2 separate regions of the Callithrix jacchus genome follow, and region 2 is linked to region 1. A link is a contact called in public Hi-C data. All regions are on one chromosome and are shown on one strand. Each heading gives the region's core, a stretch centred on a gene start, on an enhancer-like site or on the middle of the called end of the contact. The rest is flanking DNA. Distances are from core to core; before and after follow the strand shown. Region 1 overlaps LRRC20 (leucine rich repeat containing 20). Region 2 holds the start of PPA1 (inorganic pyrophosphatase 1).

Region 1 (2,700 bases), core at 105-2,604:
CACCCGGCCGGTGTTGAACAACTTTTCATGTGCTTGTTGGCCATCCATTCATCTTTGATGAAATCTCTATTCACATCTTTTGCCCATTAAAAAAATTGGGTTTTCTTTCTTTTTAGTTTTGTTTTTAGAGGTGGAGTCTTGGTATGTTGCCCAGGCTGGAGTGCAGTGGCTGTTCACAGGTGCAATCATTGCACACTGCAGCTTGGAACTCCTGGGCTCAAGAGATCCTGTTTCATCTTCCAGAATAGCTGGAACTATAGGTGCGTGCCACCTGCCTGGCTCACATTTTTAATTTTGATGAAATTTAATTTATCATTTTTTCTTTTACAGAGGGTACTTTTGGTACTGTGTGTGAGAAGTCTTTGGCTAACCCAAGGTCACAAAGATTTTCTTCTCTCAGGATCATTTGAGTATTGGTTAAGCATGCAAATTCATGGACCCTACTCTAGAGCTTTAAACGTTGAATGTTACCAGTAGGCCTGGGGATCTGCATTTTAGCATGAACTGTGTCTGATTCTTTTCTGCCTTGTATTTTGAGTCACTAGCTTACTGGTTACAATTTAGAGCTTCCTGTCCTGGTGGCTGCTGTGGGATGGGGTAGGGGCATTGCCTGCCTGGGCTCTGGATGTGCATGTGGGAGATGATGAATGAATACAGACATGGATGTGAGGGGCTCCTGCAGAGGGACCTGAGCAGCTAGGCTGGGAGCTGTGGAATCTAATGGAGACCAAGGCTAGTGGGAGGGGTGTGTCTGCCTTTCCTCCCCCCAGGCCCACCTGCGCTTTGGCGGAGCGCTTGCCTCCTTCTGTACTGGCCGGCAGGTGGCGCCCGGTCACAGGCCAAGCCGAGCACCAGAAGCTGAGCCTGGGCACCTGGCCAGGCTGTTGCTGGGTGTGGGCTCCAGGGTCCTGACCAGGGCTCCACTCCCTTCCTGTGTTTACATTTCTGTCCACCCCTGCGGGGACCTGATGTTGCAGCCCCTTTCTAGAATAAGAGTACTCAGGAAGCACTTAATAGATACTCACTGAATCAGAACCTTGTCCTTTGTTTGATTCAGAAACTGCCACTGGATACTTTTTCAAAAAGTATATGTTGAACAGCTGCTGTATATGCCCTGCCTGTAGGGCAATGCATGTGCCCAGGAGTGCCCAGTCTGGAAGGGAGGCAGGCATCTCTCTAGCACAGTCTTATCCTGAGAGGAGGCAGCCAGGGACTGGAGTGGCAGCAGCTTTTCTGGCCTGGTGGGGGTGGTGGTCTTGGCCCTCACCGGGGCTTGTTGACCTGTAGTTCCTGGCCCAGAGCTGAGGCTGGCACCTAGTAGGGGTGAGGGGAATGTGTTTTGCTGTGATGTCTCCTGGCCTGGCGAGTCCTGAGGGTCAGCCTGGCACAGTCCAGCTCTAAGAGCAGGGAGGAGGGATTGGGCTCTCACACAGCAGCCCCCAGACGGCCGAGGCCGCCTGGTTGTGTTTGCCACAAGGGCTGAGCCTCAGGTCTGCCATCCTTGGCTCCCTGCCTCTCGGGGGAAGCAAGTGGGAATCTGTCAGGCAGGGGAGGGGGCTGGAGGTCCCCAATGCAGGGTCTGTGCTGCTCTCCCAAGGGGACTGAGTTCCCCTGTAAGGAGACAGACTTTTCTCAACTCTGCCTCCTCCGTGGTGTGCTGTGGAGTGGGGTGACTTGGAGCCTTCTGCCTAGCATGCCACTGCTAGATGTGCACTCTGGATTGGGGGTCCTGGGAGGCAGAGAATGACCCTTCTCTGTCTCCTCTCCTGTGCCCCCTGGGGAAGGGGAGGGCTTTTTTCCCTTGAGGGCTCTGCACCTATTTGAAAGGAAGGCTTTGTGTCCCCAGGCGGGCACTTCTCCACCTTGACACTTCTGCGTTTTGAGCGGGGTGCTTCTTTGTGGTGGGGGCTGTCCTGTTCTTTGTCAGATGTTTAGCAACATCCTCGTCTCTACGCACTTGAGGCTAGCTGTCTTAGTCCATTCAGGGCTCTATAGCAAAATGGAAACAGCAGAGATTTATTTCTAACAATTCTGGAGGCTGGGAAGTCCAAGGTCAAGGCAATGGCAGGCTCAGTGGTGAGGGTCTGCTACCTGGTTCATTAATGAACGTCTGTTAATGGCACCTGTTAATGGCAGAGTATCACCCTTTAGGGTGATGTTCTCAAGAACAAGTCAAGCTCCACCCTTTCCTTACTTACTGTGTGGCTTTCAGCAAGTTCTTAACTTCTCTGGGCCTTTGTTTCCTTATCCACAAAAAGGGACTGATTGCTGCTTTCTTAGCTGGAAGACCTCAGGGCCTGCCCAGGGCTCTTGGCCACATGGCCTCCTCCACTGGGACCAGCTGTGGTCCCTTTAGAGCCATTGGTGTCCACACTATTAGCATCATCCTGGCTGCTGTTTTTATTCCCTTTTGTATGAATATGTTTGTGTGAGTCATCAGTTAAATTAAAATAATTTAATATCCCAAACTGTTGACTGTGTGTGTCACTTGATTGTGTTCTGTGCGGGGTTTGCTTTTGATTTTAATTGAATATGGGCTTCTTTTCTTCTTACTGGCTTGCCAGGAAGGAGATTTCTTTTTTTTTTTTGGAGAGTCCCAGAGCCCATGATAGCACATGCAGTTGTTGCCTTGTCTTTAGACAAGGGGTCATTAGAATAAACGCAGTTCGGGGTCCTTTCTCTCCTCCAGGATGACAGAGC
Region 2 (2,700 bases), core at 121-2,620, 120 kb after region 1:
CTGGCCTTGACCCTAATTATTGACAAACTGTTGCTTCACTAATTTTTTTTCCTCCCCTTCTGTTCTAACTGCAGTAAAACAGTGTGGCTATAATGTTCAAAAAATCAGTGAATCACAGCCTTCTGAAAATGAATGGGTATCAGTGGGGTTTGGGAGTTGGACGGAGACAAAGGGAGGGAAACCATAACTAACTGGAGATCTTACTACATTTTCATTTAATATTTATTTTTTACAATAGACATTATTTTGAAAAAGTTTAATTCAAAATGTCATTAAGGCACATTATCTTTAATGGTCTGGAAAAACAGTTATTTAAAAAAATCCTGGCCATCAATTTTTTAAAAAAATAAAACTAGGCATTCTTTGAAATGTGAATAATAATTTCCTAATTTATATTGAGGATTTTGGATATACTTTTTTTTTTAAAAAAACATGCATGCCTGGGAAGGTAAGTGATGCAAATATTTGCCCACTGCCTTAATCAGACTTTAGTTTTTAGGGTCTGGCCTGACATGATGGAACATAAACAGGAAAACAAGCTCAGAGGAGCCTATCCCTGAAAGCAATCCCTTACGGGACTCTAGCTCACGCCTGGCCCTTCCCAGTGCTTCCATCTGAAGCCCCTGGGGACCCAGGTGGGTTAAGAAAGGTGGGGGAGGGGGGATCGTAAATCCTCCCCCACTGGGAAGGGTGACAGTAACAACTTCCCGAGTGTTTACAAGAGCCAGGCTCAGATCCAAGCCCTTGACGTGTATTAACTCGGGTAATCATCCCAACAATTCATGAAATAGTTACTATTATTATCTTCATTTACCAGATAAGCAACGGAGTCAGAGTGGTTATAGAAAGCGGACGAGCGGGTACCTTATTGGTAGCCACTAGGGGTGTCAGTAACATGTCTCAACTTTGTTAAAACGGATCAGAAAAATGCACACCTTTAAGACCGCAAGCGGGGACTGTCTAGGGAAGAGGTGACTTAGCAATGATCTTTTAGATAAGGAATAAATCTGCGAGGAGGCGTGTGTAAGAATCAAAAGTGAGTTCCCTGTGTGCATGGTAGGCAGTCAACTCCTAGCTGGTCCAAGCTGAGAGCTTGAGCATTTGCCTTCCAGGGTGAAAGTCCAAAGCCGAAGGAACAGAGAGGGCCAATTCCGGCGACAGCCACTTGGCCCAGTCTATGAGCCAGGGTGGCCGTCGCGGAGGCGGAGCCCGAGGGGCGGGGCTGGGGAGTGCTGACGCCCGGGCCGGGCGGAGTGCGCCTGCGCACGGGGTGGGGCGGGTGGGGGTGGGAACGCGAGCGGAGCCGTATTAACGAAGCTCCCCGCCCCTCCCGCCAGTCCAGTAATCTCAGTGCGCAGGCGCGGAGCTCTCTTCTTAGTCGGCGCCGCGTGCGGGCTGGTGGCTCTGTGGCAGCTGCAGCTACTGGACTCCGGCACCATGAGCGGCTTCAGCACCGAGGAGCGCGCCGCGCCCTTCTCCCTGGAGTACCGAGTCTTCCTCAGTGAGTGTCTGCAGCTAGCGGACCCCCCCTCCCGTCCGCCCATTCATTCCCGGGCCTTCCCTCCCTGGGAGGGTGCGGCCCGCGCACGGCCCCAAGTCTCCGACGCGGGCCCAGCTCCTCCGACGCTTCTTCGGGCCTGGCCGGCCTCGCATTGCCCACTTGCCGCCGACGGGGATCGCCTCCGGCCATCCCTTCCAGCTGAACGGAAATGGTCCCTTTCTCACGCTTCGGGGTACCCAAACCAGGGCCCAGCTAGTTTTGCAGGTGTCCGGCTCGGGCGGGGTCTGAAGAGAAAAGGAAATCACCGACCCACCCTAGAAAGGTGCCTGGAGGTAACATAATCTCCGTAAGAGGATTGCTCAGTTTGGAGGAACGGCGACTCAGGGTGGCAGTGACTTCCTAAAGACCTTAATTCTGCCGCCGTAGCTCAGATTATCGGCGCTGAGCGGAGCCAAGTCCACCCCGTCGTTTTACAGACGGGGAAACCGAGGCCCGGATCAGGAGCCGTCTGTGAAGGCGCTGGAACGGCCCTCTGGCCCCCACTAACGCTCCTGCCTCTCCGCCGCCTGTTTTCTCTTAGAGCTGATGCTGGGAATGCTCCTTATGAAACAGAAAGCTGTTCCCAGCAAATCAAACAGATGACGTCAATCTGGAAGCATGACTGAGAAAGTGCCAAGTTTTTACCTTGTGCAGGATTCGGCGTCTAAGGGGGTACCTACCCCAGGTCCTGCACCTAAGGCTGCACGTGGAAGCCGGGAGGCTCCAGCCTGGCGTCCTCCACGCTCCTTATCGCAGCCACCTTTTTTTTTTTTAACCTTGTAGGTGGAGGAAAGCTACGTGGGGATTTTCTTTATCCTATTACTCCCTCCACCCTCAGCTACTAGGAGTAGATGATGGGAGATAACCAGGCGGTGGTGAATGTATCAGCAAAGTCGCTTCTGTTTTAATCTTTACAGTTTTGTTTGGAAGGAAATGGGCAGATGCCTCAAACTCTGAGTTGGTGAAGTGGGGAGTAGAGGGAATAGGCATTGAAGGAACAAAGCTCCTAGCAAAAAGAGCCTGGTGTGTGTGGGAGGAAAAGGAAAGTGAACCTTAAAGCTCACACATCTAGCTGAAGGTTAAAATATCAGATACAATCCAGGAAGGTGAGAACTACCCCCACTCTCCATTTTATTTAATTTTGCAATGAAGCAGCAAGG

What was found. A called contact is a pair of places that touch in the nucleus more often than the background predicts.
Region 2: a contact with region 1 is called in a Hi-C map of skeletal muscle, with 2.8 times the contacts expected there. The contact joins the promoter of PPA1 here to the enhancer-like site in region 1. A contact is called at or near these places in 2 of 3 Hi-C or Micro-C datasets (both in skeletal muscle).

The regions. Positions count from the first base shown.
Region 1 is chr12:59,742,162-59,744,861 of calJac240_pri, forward strand. All of the region lies in intron 1 of LRRC20 (leucine rich repeat containing 20), which reads left to right. Among named protein-coding and RNA genes, the nearest start is that of LRRC20, 16 kb to the left of the region's middle. Within about 2 kb of position 1,355, at least 2 of the 16 cell types and tissues checked have an H3K27ac peak or open chromatin away from gene starts, as enhancers often do. A contact at or near this core is called in skeletal muscle, where this site is marked.
Region 2 is chr12:59,860,581-59,863,280 of calJac240_pri, forward strand. PPA1 (inorganic pyrophosphatase 1) reads left to right here and starts at 1,371. Exons shown (of 11, transcript XM_035268102.2): 1 at 1,371-1,501. The coding sequence starts at 1,438.